Linked DNA regions of Mus musculus: region 2 is linked to region 1. The links are chromatin contacts, called in public promoter capture Hi-C maps. All regions are on one chromosome and are shown on one strand. The core of a region is the stretch at or near the end of the contact, and the rest is flanking DNA. Distances in the headings are between cores, read along the strand shown.

Region 1 (4,295 bases), core at 849-3,348:
GGTTGGGGAGGGGGGTGCTTGTAGGCCAGAGGACAACTTTGTAAGTCTGTTCTCTCCTATCTTTGTGTGATTCCTGGTGTTGATCGCAAGTTCTCAGGCTTGGGCTCCCAGTGTGTTTGTTTATCTATGAGCCACTTCAACATTATTTTTGATTCTTCATTGTAATCCAAGATGGCTGAAACAGCTGGCGGCCATCATCCTACCTCAGTCTCATAGGCACTGAGATGGCAGAGATTTGCCTCCATGGCCAGGTCAACATGTCTTTCTTGTTATGTTCTCTTGAGAGGAGGTTACAGGGTATGGGGGCTAAGCCATAGAGTATGTAAAGTGTGCTGTCATTTTTGTTTTGTTTTGTTTTAGATCTCTCTTATGTGTTTGGATGTTTTGTCTGCAAATATGCATGTGTACTATGTGTGTCCTGACGAAGTCAGAAGAGGGCTTCAGATCCCCTGGAATTAGAGTTATTGATGGTTGTTAGTCATCATGTGGGTGCTTGGAATTGAACCTGGGTCCTCTGCAAGAGCATTCAGTATTCTTAGCCACTGAGCCATCTCCCCTATATGGCGTAATATAATGTGATATAGATATAGATAGTATAGATATATATTGATATATATTGATAGATAGAGATATATATATTGATATTGTCAGTCAGTTGTCCCCACTTCATGGTATCAAAAAAGGAGGTAGAGGTGACAGGCTCGTCAGGATCCAAGTTTAGTTCCCAGCACCCCTATGAGATAGCTCAGTCACCTGTAACTCCAGCTCCCGAGGATCTGATGCCCTCTTCTGAGCTCCACGGGCATCTGCACTCATACATGTGCAAACCCACACACAAGCACACAGACACATATGTAAGAAAAAAATGTTTAACACATTAAAAAAAAATAAAAGCAAGTTTTAGGGGCTGGAGAGGGCTTGGTTAAGAGCGCTTGTTGCTTTTGCAGGGGATCTGGGTTTGGTTGCCAGCACCGACCTGCATAGGGTTTTACAGCCAGGGGATCCAGCACCCTCTTCTGTCCTTTGAAGGCACCAAACATACGCATGGTGCCCACATATACATACAGGCAAAACACTCATACTCATAAAATAAAAATAAATCTTTTTTTTTTTTCGTTTTTCGAGAGGGTTTCTCTGTATAGCCCTGGCTGTCCTGGAGCTCACTTTGTAGACCAGGCTGGCCTCGAACTCAGAAATCCGCCTGCCTCTGCCTCCCGAGTGCTGGGATTAAAGGTGTGTGCCACCATGCCCGGCAAAATAAATCTTAAAAAATCCTTTTAAAAAGCTTTTCGGGGACTGGAGAGATGGTTCAGTGGTTAAGAGCATTGACTGCTCTTCTGAAGGTTCTGAGTTCAAATCCCAACAACCACATGGTGGCACAACCATCTGTAATAAGATCTGACACCGTCTTCTGGTGTGTCTGAAGACACCTACCATGTACTTATATATAATAGTAAATAAATCTAAAAAAAAAAGAATTTAAAAAAAAGTTTTTCAAATTAGTTCCCTTTACCTTATTCCGCACTGTCTGCCGTCTCCACCACTGTCCCCAGGGGAGCCCTAGGATAGGAGCTGAGCCAGAACTATCACCTTTGTGTGGGCTCCTGTCTCAATACGTTGAACGGGAACTGGGGTTGATCAGCAGAAAAGCGTTTGCCCAGGACTGCCAAGACACAAACTCAGTCCTCAGCAGGAGAACCAAACACTTATGTGAGGTCCAAAGTGGCCGAGGCATCCATGACTCTCTTCCCCTCTCCCTGTCTCCTGCTGTGCCCCCTACTTTCATCCCCTGTTGTCATCTGTTTCTGTGTTTCTCTCTGCTTCCTCTCCCTCCCACTTCTTGCTTTAATAGACACATGGTGGCAGCTTTGCAACCTGTCCAAACCCTTTTTGCTTGCTCTGGACACCTGCCAGCCCCAGCTCTGCCCTAGGGCCCAGCGTTATATCACCACAAAGTCAGCTTTGAGCCTTGAGCAGGCCCTTCCCAGGTGTCAGGATGAAGAGATTAACGGGGTGACACTGTAGCTGCCAACTGGTCACAGATAAGATAAGAGTGGAGATCAGCACAATAAATAGGTCCCAACCTCACTGTCAGCCCGGCCCACACTTGACTGCAGTCACATAGCTCACAAGCAGCATGGCTATGCATCTGTGGCTGGTCACCCTGACCTTGGTTCCCCTCCTTGGCATGGACAGGGGTGAGTGGGCAGAACTTGGTCTCTCTGAAGCTTGATCTTAGGGGGTGAGCTTGGGTGTGGGGGCAGAGGCAAGGCCAGGAGCTTCCTGTGAGGCCTGGCCTTTCTGCATAGCTCTTCTGTCTGTATTCATCCTACCATAGTAGGCAAAACACTGGGAGAAAAGGGATGGGTTCAGTCCTGACTCTGGACCAGAACCTGCCAAGTTCTCATCCCTTGAGTCTGTAAAGTAGGATGCCATTTCAGTTTGAAGATGTCTTGAGCAATTATGGACTGGAGGCTGAGAAGATAGAAGGAACAGTCAGGCCCCAGGTTGACTGTGGGGTGGTGAGTGCTAAGAGAGACTTGTTCCAGGCCCTCAGGGCCCTGTTCTGTTTTGACAAGGTGCAGTAGGGGACCCAAGACAACCACTTAAGCATATAGTGGGGGCCTTGGGTGGTTAGACATATACCAGAGGTGGACTTCCTCAAGGCCAGGAGCATCTCAGCAGTCTCGAAACTGCTGTCAGATACTTTTCTTGTCCTTTAACATAGAAAGGAGCAGAACAAGAAAAGCACCGTCCCTACAGATCTTAAACTTGGTGTGTGGGTGGGTGATAGACAATGAATAGTGTACAAGAATATGGCAAAGGCTAAGAAAAGCATGGAGCTGTGTGATGTGGGTTGGGAGGGAACTGCAGTGTTAAATCAGGGAGGGGGTGTCTCTTAGATGCAGGTTTGGGGAGAGCTTGAAGAAGGTGAGGGGGTGAAGGTATTTTGGACAAGAATGTTCTGGTGGAGGAACCAGCCAATACAAGGGCCCTGAGGTAGAAGCATGTTAGAGTGTTTGAGGTGCTGTGTGGCTGTAGGGGGGTGAAGGGCATGGTACAGAGAAAGAAGACAGGAGAGGAGGGGAGGGGGATGGAAGGAATGGAAAGGTGAGGTGGGGAGAGGCAGCTGAGAGCTATGTTAGACAAAGTCTTGGGAGCCAATGTGAGAACCTTTTCCTCAGAGTGAAGTGGGAGCCAGTGTCAGGCTTGGAGTGGAGTTAAACCTTTAAAGAATGTTCTAGCTTGTATGGTGAGGACAAACAGAACAGGGAAGCAGAGAAGCCCATTGGGATGAAGTAGGCAAGAGTCACATTATAAAGCAGTGTGCAGCAGGACCGTAGGGCCATTGACTCCATGCCCCACACTGCACTGCACCTCGTGCTGGTCACATCTGGGAGCTGGGTGATTAGGAAGGAGCCTGCAGTCTCTGGTCAGACACAGGCTGCCTTCCCCCATGCCTGTTCCCCATTTCCCAAGCACCTCCTCCTCCAGTGGGAATGTTAAGCAGCCTGCCTTGAAGGTCCTTGTACACATTTCAGATTCCAGCCTTGGTTGAATGATGAAGGGTGCACCTGGGTCAAGGCAAGGGTGCCTGGGGTTAAAGACAATGTTTCACACCCCTAGGAAGCAATTCTGACTGTGTAAGGTTCTGGATTCTCCCGCAACACACTTCAGGGCTCAATTCCTGAATATTCACTGGATGAGGCATTGATGGGGAGTCACAGGGAGCCCCAAGAAACACGAGTTCATAGGGAGGCAGGGGTGGCCCAGTGAGTGAGACAACATTTGTCTTTGTGACAAAGCTCAAATCCAGGTTTTTTCAAGGAACTGTGGGGGACCACTGTAGGGAAAGCTTCTGAGCCTTGGGAGGATGCATGACCACATAGGAGGAGACTGGGGGTAGGGCCTAAGATGCTATGACCTCATAGAAGGAGACTGGGGGGTGGGGCTTGAGATGCTATGACCTCATAGGAGGAGACTGGGGGTGAGGCATCTCAGGCAGCAGGTCTGCAGGAGTCAGGGAAGCCACTGCTTCAGGACAATGAGCAATGAGGGACCCTTGCGTCCTAGGGACATTGAGGACTATAATAGATAGCAAGGCCTAGAAGCAAGGCTGGAGGGGGGGGGGGTCAGTTTACACAGGCCCTGAACATGTAACTGTGGAGTGCTGGTTCAGAGGGAGCTGAGGGACAGTGATAGGAGCCAGAGAAGGGGCATCCTGCCTTTTAAATGTTTGACATTTCTGTTCTGCTATATAGCTGGGTCTCACCTGGGATTTCTAATCCTTCTGC
Region 2 (4,295 bases), core at 921-3,420, 130 kb after region 1:
GGAGGAGAAAAGGAGAGACAGGGTCTCACCTCCCCAGGACCCTCAGTGCCAGGCCCACAGATGTGCGCGATCACTGGTTGAATAACCTACCAAGAACTGGGCAATCTATTTCTCTATCCTAACCAGATTGACGCCAAAGCCTTCCTAAGGAGTCTGACACTTGATAAACTTTTGTTCAATAAAAGCTTTGTTTGATGGATAGACAGATGAAAAAATGAGTTTTAGACACCGGTGTTCGTTAGGTGGTACAGTGCTGGCGTCTGGGGAAGGTGCTGGGTCTCGGGGATGAAGAGGAACAGGACAGGTGTGGCTAGGTGGGCCTTGGGGAAAGAGGGGTGGGGAGACACAAAGCCTAGGTATTTAAGGTATTAGTGCCTAGATGAGAGCCATGGCGGAGAGGGAACATTAAGGACGTTACCCTTGACTTCTGGCTGGAGCCGAGGAGAAGGGGACCCCTGTCTGAGCTGAGACCCACAGGAAGACGAGAGAGGCTGGAGGTGCAGTGCGGAGATGGTAATTTTCACCCGGCGTCGAGTTGCTGGTCTTATGAAGTAGGTCTAAAGCCAAGAAGGGAGACATGGCTGAAAGAGCAAGGTTGCCAATGCAGAGGGAGCCGCTGGGTCCAGTGAGAGGGCACAAAGGGCGAGCATCTGTATTCTCGTGGCACTCAGCAATGAGTTGGATAGGCATGCTTGCCTGAGAGGGCAGTGAGGACTACAGAGGTCTAGAAGGGCACTAGGAATGCATCAGCTGCCACTGCACAGGGAGTGGGACCGGAAGTACAGTTGTCTCGGGAAGCCTGACTGAGGGGCCTCTTTGGAAATGAATGGAAAGGCTGAAGGAGTAGCCATGTGGGTAAATATAGGGAGAGAGCTCCGGGAAAAGGGAAGAACTGTTGAGGGAGTCTGAGCATGTGTACAGAAAGCAACTGAGGACAGCGCACGGCTGGAGAGCCGGGAGAGCAAGACTTGGAGCGGAGGCTTGAGGAGGTAAAGAGATCAGGACCCTGACTAGTGCAGACTCTGTCATCACCAAGAGTCAAAGGCGATGGATTTGGGTCAGCTAGTTGCCATTTACACGGGGCAGACAGAGCCTGCTCACCAGCCCTGTATCCTCAATCCAGATCTTCAGAGCGTCCCTTAACCTGATATCGGCCATTGTTTTCTGAGTTTTAGACTCTGTGGTACTGGAGAGGAACCACCTAGGGCTGAGTGAGAGATTCAGAACTTGGAGAGAAGCAATCAGGACAGCGCTATCCCAAACCCAGGCAAGCTGGAGGGAGGAGGGAAGAGGGAGGAAGGTGAGAATGCCTCAAGCAATGTGAAAGTGTCCTACCCCCCCCCTCTACTCATGCTACCCCAGAAACCTGGACCTCAAGACCGGGGCTCCTCAAAAGCCCTCTTGGCCTCCCCAAGTCTGCCATCTACTTAGCTTTGGATAACTAACGTTGTGCTAAAGTTGACTCTCCCACCTCTCTGAAACTTACCCTCTAGTCCATCCTCCTCTTAGACTGCCAGGGTAACTCCTGACAGTTGCCCCCAGACAGGCGCTACCCGATTTTCTCTGGATGAAGCATCAATTTATATCCCTAACCTTAAAGTGCCTGAGGAAGATGCCATCAGCAGACCCATCTCTGACCTGCCTCACTTCTGCCCAGTCTGTTTGCTCTCCTCTCCTCCCTCCACGGTGCAGCCCAATGCACCCTCCCACCCTCTGCTCCACTCAGCAGCTATGATCCTGCCACATCCAAGTGACAGCCAATCTGTCCGTGTCACACGGCCACACAGGGCTGAACCAGGACAGAGAGTCATACTCCAACTCCTGGTGAACTTTCTTTCCCAAACACCCCCTGCTGGGCTTGCCCCAAGGAGGCTCCCCTGTCCCAGACTACCCGCAGCCCCGCTCACTCTCTGAAGTGCTCTGTGTCTTTCAGCCTCCGTCTCACAGCTGGTCTTGATTCCGTTTCTCTATCAGGGAGGCAGACTCAAGCTGCAACTGAACTGTAGCTCTGCGGTCTCCGAGTCCTCACTTGAGCCTGCCTCTGGGCCCTCCCCAGGGTGGCTGTGAGTTCTGTTGTGCTTCTCCAGGGGAGAGGTCAGTAGGGCAGGGGTTTGGCCCATGCCACTTAAGCCAAGTCCATACACACTGCCCAAAATAGCATCTCTGTTCTTACCAGTAGCACCATGGAGACTGAGTTCTGAGGCAGCCCTTGTGAGGTCAGAGGTGGAGTTCCAGGTGTGAATTCTGGGCCTCATAGTCCCAGAGGAAAGGCCAGTACTACATGCCAAGTGTCTGGCTTATCTCTAAGACCAGAGCCAGAGGTAGCCTGCAGAAGGCCACAGAGGTTCCTGAGACCCAGGCTATAGAGAAAGCTGTGTAGATGGAGATGTACATAGAAGTTTCCAGAAAGTAACAGAAAGGTGGAAGAGGTGGAAGGACTGGAAAAACAATTCTGGGTCAGTCCTCAGAGAGCCCTCCACCTGAAGCAGAGGGAGGAGAGTTAGGCCCTCTCCTCAGGGGTCCCCATCTGGGAGAAGAGGAAAAAAGCCAGACCTGGTTTCCTGCGGCCCCCATTCCAGGTCCTGTCTTCTGGACACTGCCTATCTTAGGAAAAGTATGCCCAAGGCTCTATGAGAAAAACCAGGCTAGCCCAGCACGGGGCTGTTGGCTCAAGGCAGCCGTGGGATCTCAACTATGGGGGTGAGGTCAGAGGGAGCTGAAGACCACCTGCAGCCAAATGGTTTGTCTGGGTTCAGGGGCCCGGTGGGGCCAGGAAGAACAGGCAGGCATGCACGTGTCAGCAGGGGCTGCAGTGCCAAAGCATGAGGGTGGGTGCCTGTCATCGAGAGGTGGGTGATAGGCAGGAAGCCCAGGGAGACGCACACAGTACCTCGATGGGAGAAGTTATAAGATGTGGTTGTCCAAAAGCCTTGTATGGGAGTGAGACTGTCTTCTAGAGATCACTGAACAGGGTGTCTGTAGCCTGCACCCATGAGGCAGAGACAAGAGGAATACAAGTTTGAGCATAGCCTGAACTGCCTAGAAAACTCAGGCCATCACTACACAGAAATCCCACCATTGGAAAGCAGGGGAAATGAGGTCAGACTGGTCTACAGAGTGAGTCCCAGGCCAGACAATGCTCTACAGTCAGAGTCTGACTCAGAGACGAGAGTCACATGCCTACAACCGGGAGTTCAAGGTCATTCTCCACTACATAGTAAGTTTAGACTAGACAGCCTGGGCTATGGCTATATGAAACCCCAGCTTTATTTTATTTCAAGGTAGGGTTTTTGTTGGTTTGTTTCTTTGTTTAGTCCTAGCTGTCCCTGGAACTCACTTTGTAAAGAACCCTGGCCTCAAAGTCAGAGGCCAGCCTCTGGAGCTGCCTCTCTGCCTCTGGAGCACTGAGCTTGAAAGGCGTGGCCACCACCCTGCAGAGGCCTGTTCTCACACACACACACACACACACACACACACACACACCCCACACACACACACCTCCATTCAAGTGAAACCACTATTGCTGTCACTAAACAATTTCAGGGAGTCGCCAGTATGGGCAGACTTAAGAAAAGTAGCTTAGGGGCTGGAGAGGTGGCTCAGAGGTTAAGAGCACTGACTGCTCTTCCAGAGGTCCTGAGTTCAAGTCCCAACAACCACATGGTAGCTCACAACCATCTGTAATGAGATCTGATGCCCTCTTCTGGTGTGTCTGAAAACAGCTACAGTGTACTTGTAATAAATAAATAAATAAATAAATAAATAAATAAATATTTAAAAAAGAAAAGTAGCTTAGTTTATAAAAAGTTTGCCCAGTATGAGAGCACCGTATTAAAAGAATGGACGCCGGGCATGGTGGTGCACGCCTTTAATTCCAGCACTTAGGAGGCAGAGGCAAGAGAATTTCTAAGTTCCAGCCTGGTCTACAGAGTGAGTTCCAGGACAGCCAGGGCTACACAGAGAAACCCTGTCTCAAAAAAAGAAGAGAAGAAGAAGAAGAAGAAGAAGAAGAAGAAGAAGAAGAAGAAGAAGAAGAAGAAGAAGAAACCAACAAAAAACTAAAAGAATGGGCAGAGCGGTTCACTGGCTGGGCTATGGTGGTTGCACACCTTTAAGCCCAGCACTTGGGAGGCAGAAGCAGGTGGATCTCTGAGTTTGAGGCCAATCTGGTCCACAAAGTGAGTTTCAGGACAGTCAGAGCTCCACAAAGAAATTCTAATCTTGAAAAAATAAATAAATTTTAAAAAGAAAGAGGTGCTCACTCCCCTTGGCAGCACATATTCCGAAATTGGAAC

The links. Promoter capture Hi-C pulls out the DNA fragments that hold promoters and counts their contacts.
Region 2: a promoter capture Hi-C map of embryonic stem cells shows a contact between it and region 1, with 2.1 times the contacts expected there. The contact joins the promoter of Aqp7 here to the promoter of Spink4 in region 1. A contact is called at or near these places in 5 of 39 promoter capture datasets (cranial neural crest, embryonic stem cells, stem cell-derived epiblast-like cells and 1 more), 4 of 484 Hi-C or Micro-C datasets (the G1E-ER4 cell line, centrocytes and embryonic stem cells) and 3 of 9 other capture datasets (adipose tissue, liver and pancreatic islet).

Annotation. Positions count from the first base shown.
Region 1 is chr4:40,917,958-40,922,252 of GRCm38.p6, forward strand. Spink4 (serine peptidase inhibitor, Kazal type 4) reads left to right here and starts at 2,099. Exons shown (of 4, transcript NM_011463.2): 1 at 2,099-2,198. The coding sequence starts at 2,138.
Region 2 is chr4:41,045,966-41,050,260 of GRCm38.p6, forward strand. Aqp7 (aquaporin 7) reads right to left here and starts at 2,171. Exons shown (of 8, transcript NM_007473.4): 1 at 1,908-2,171; 2 at 419-557. Gm25637 (a small nuclear RNA gene) reads left to right here and starts at 4,255; the gene lies at 4,255-4,295.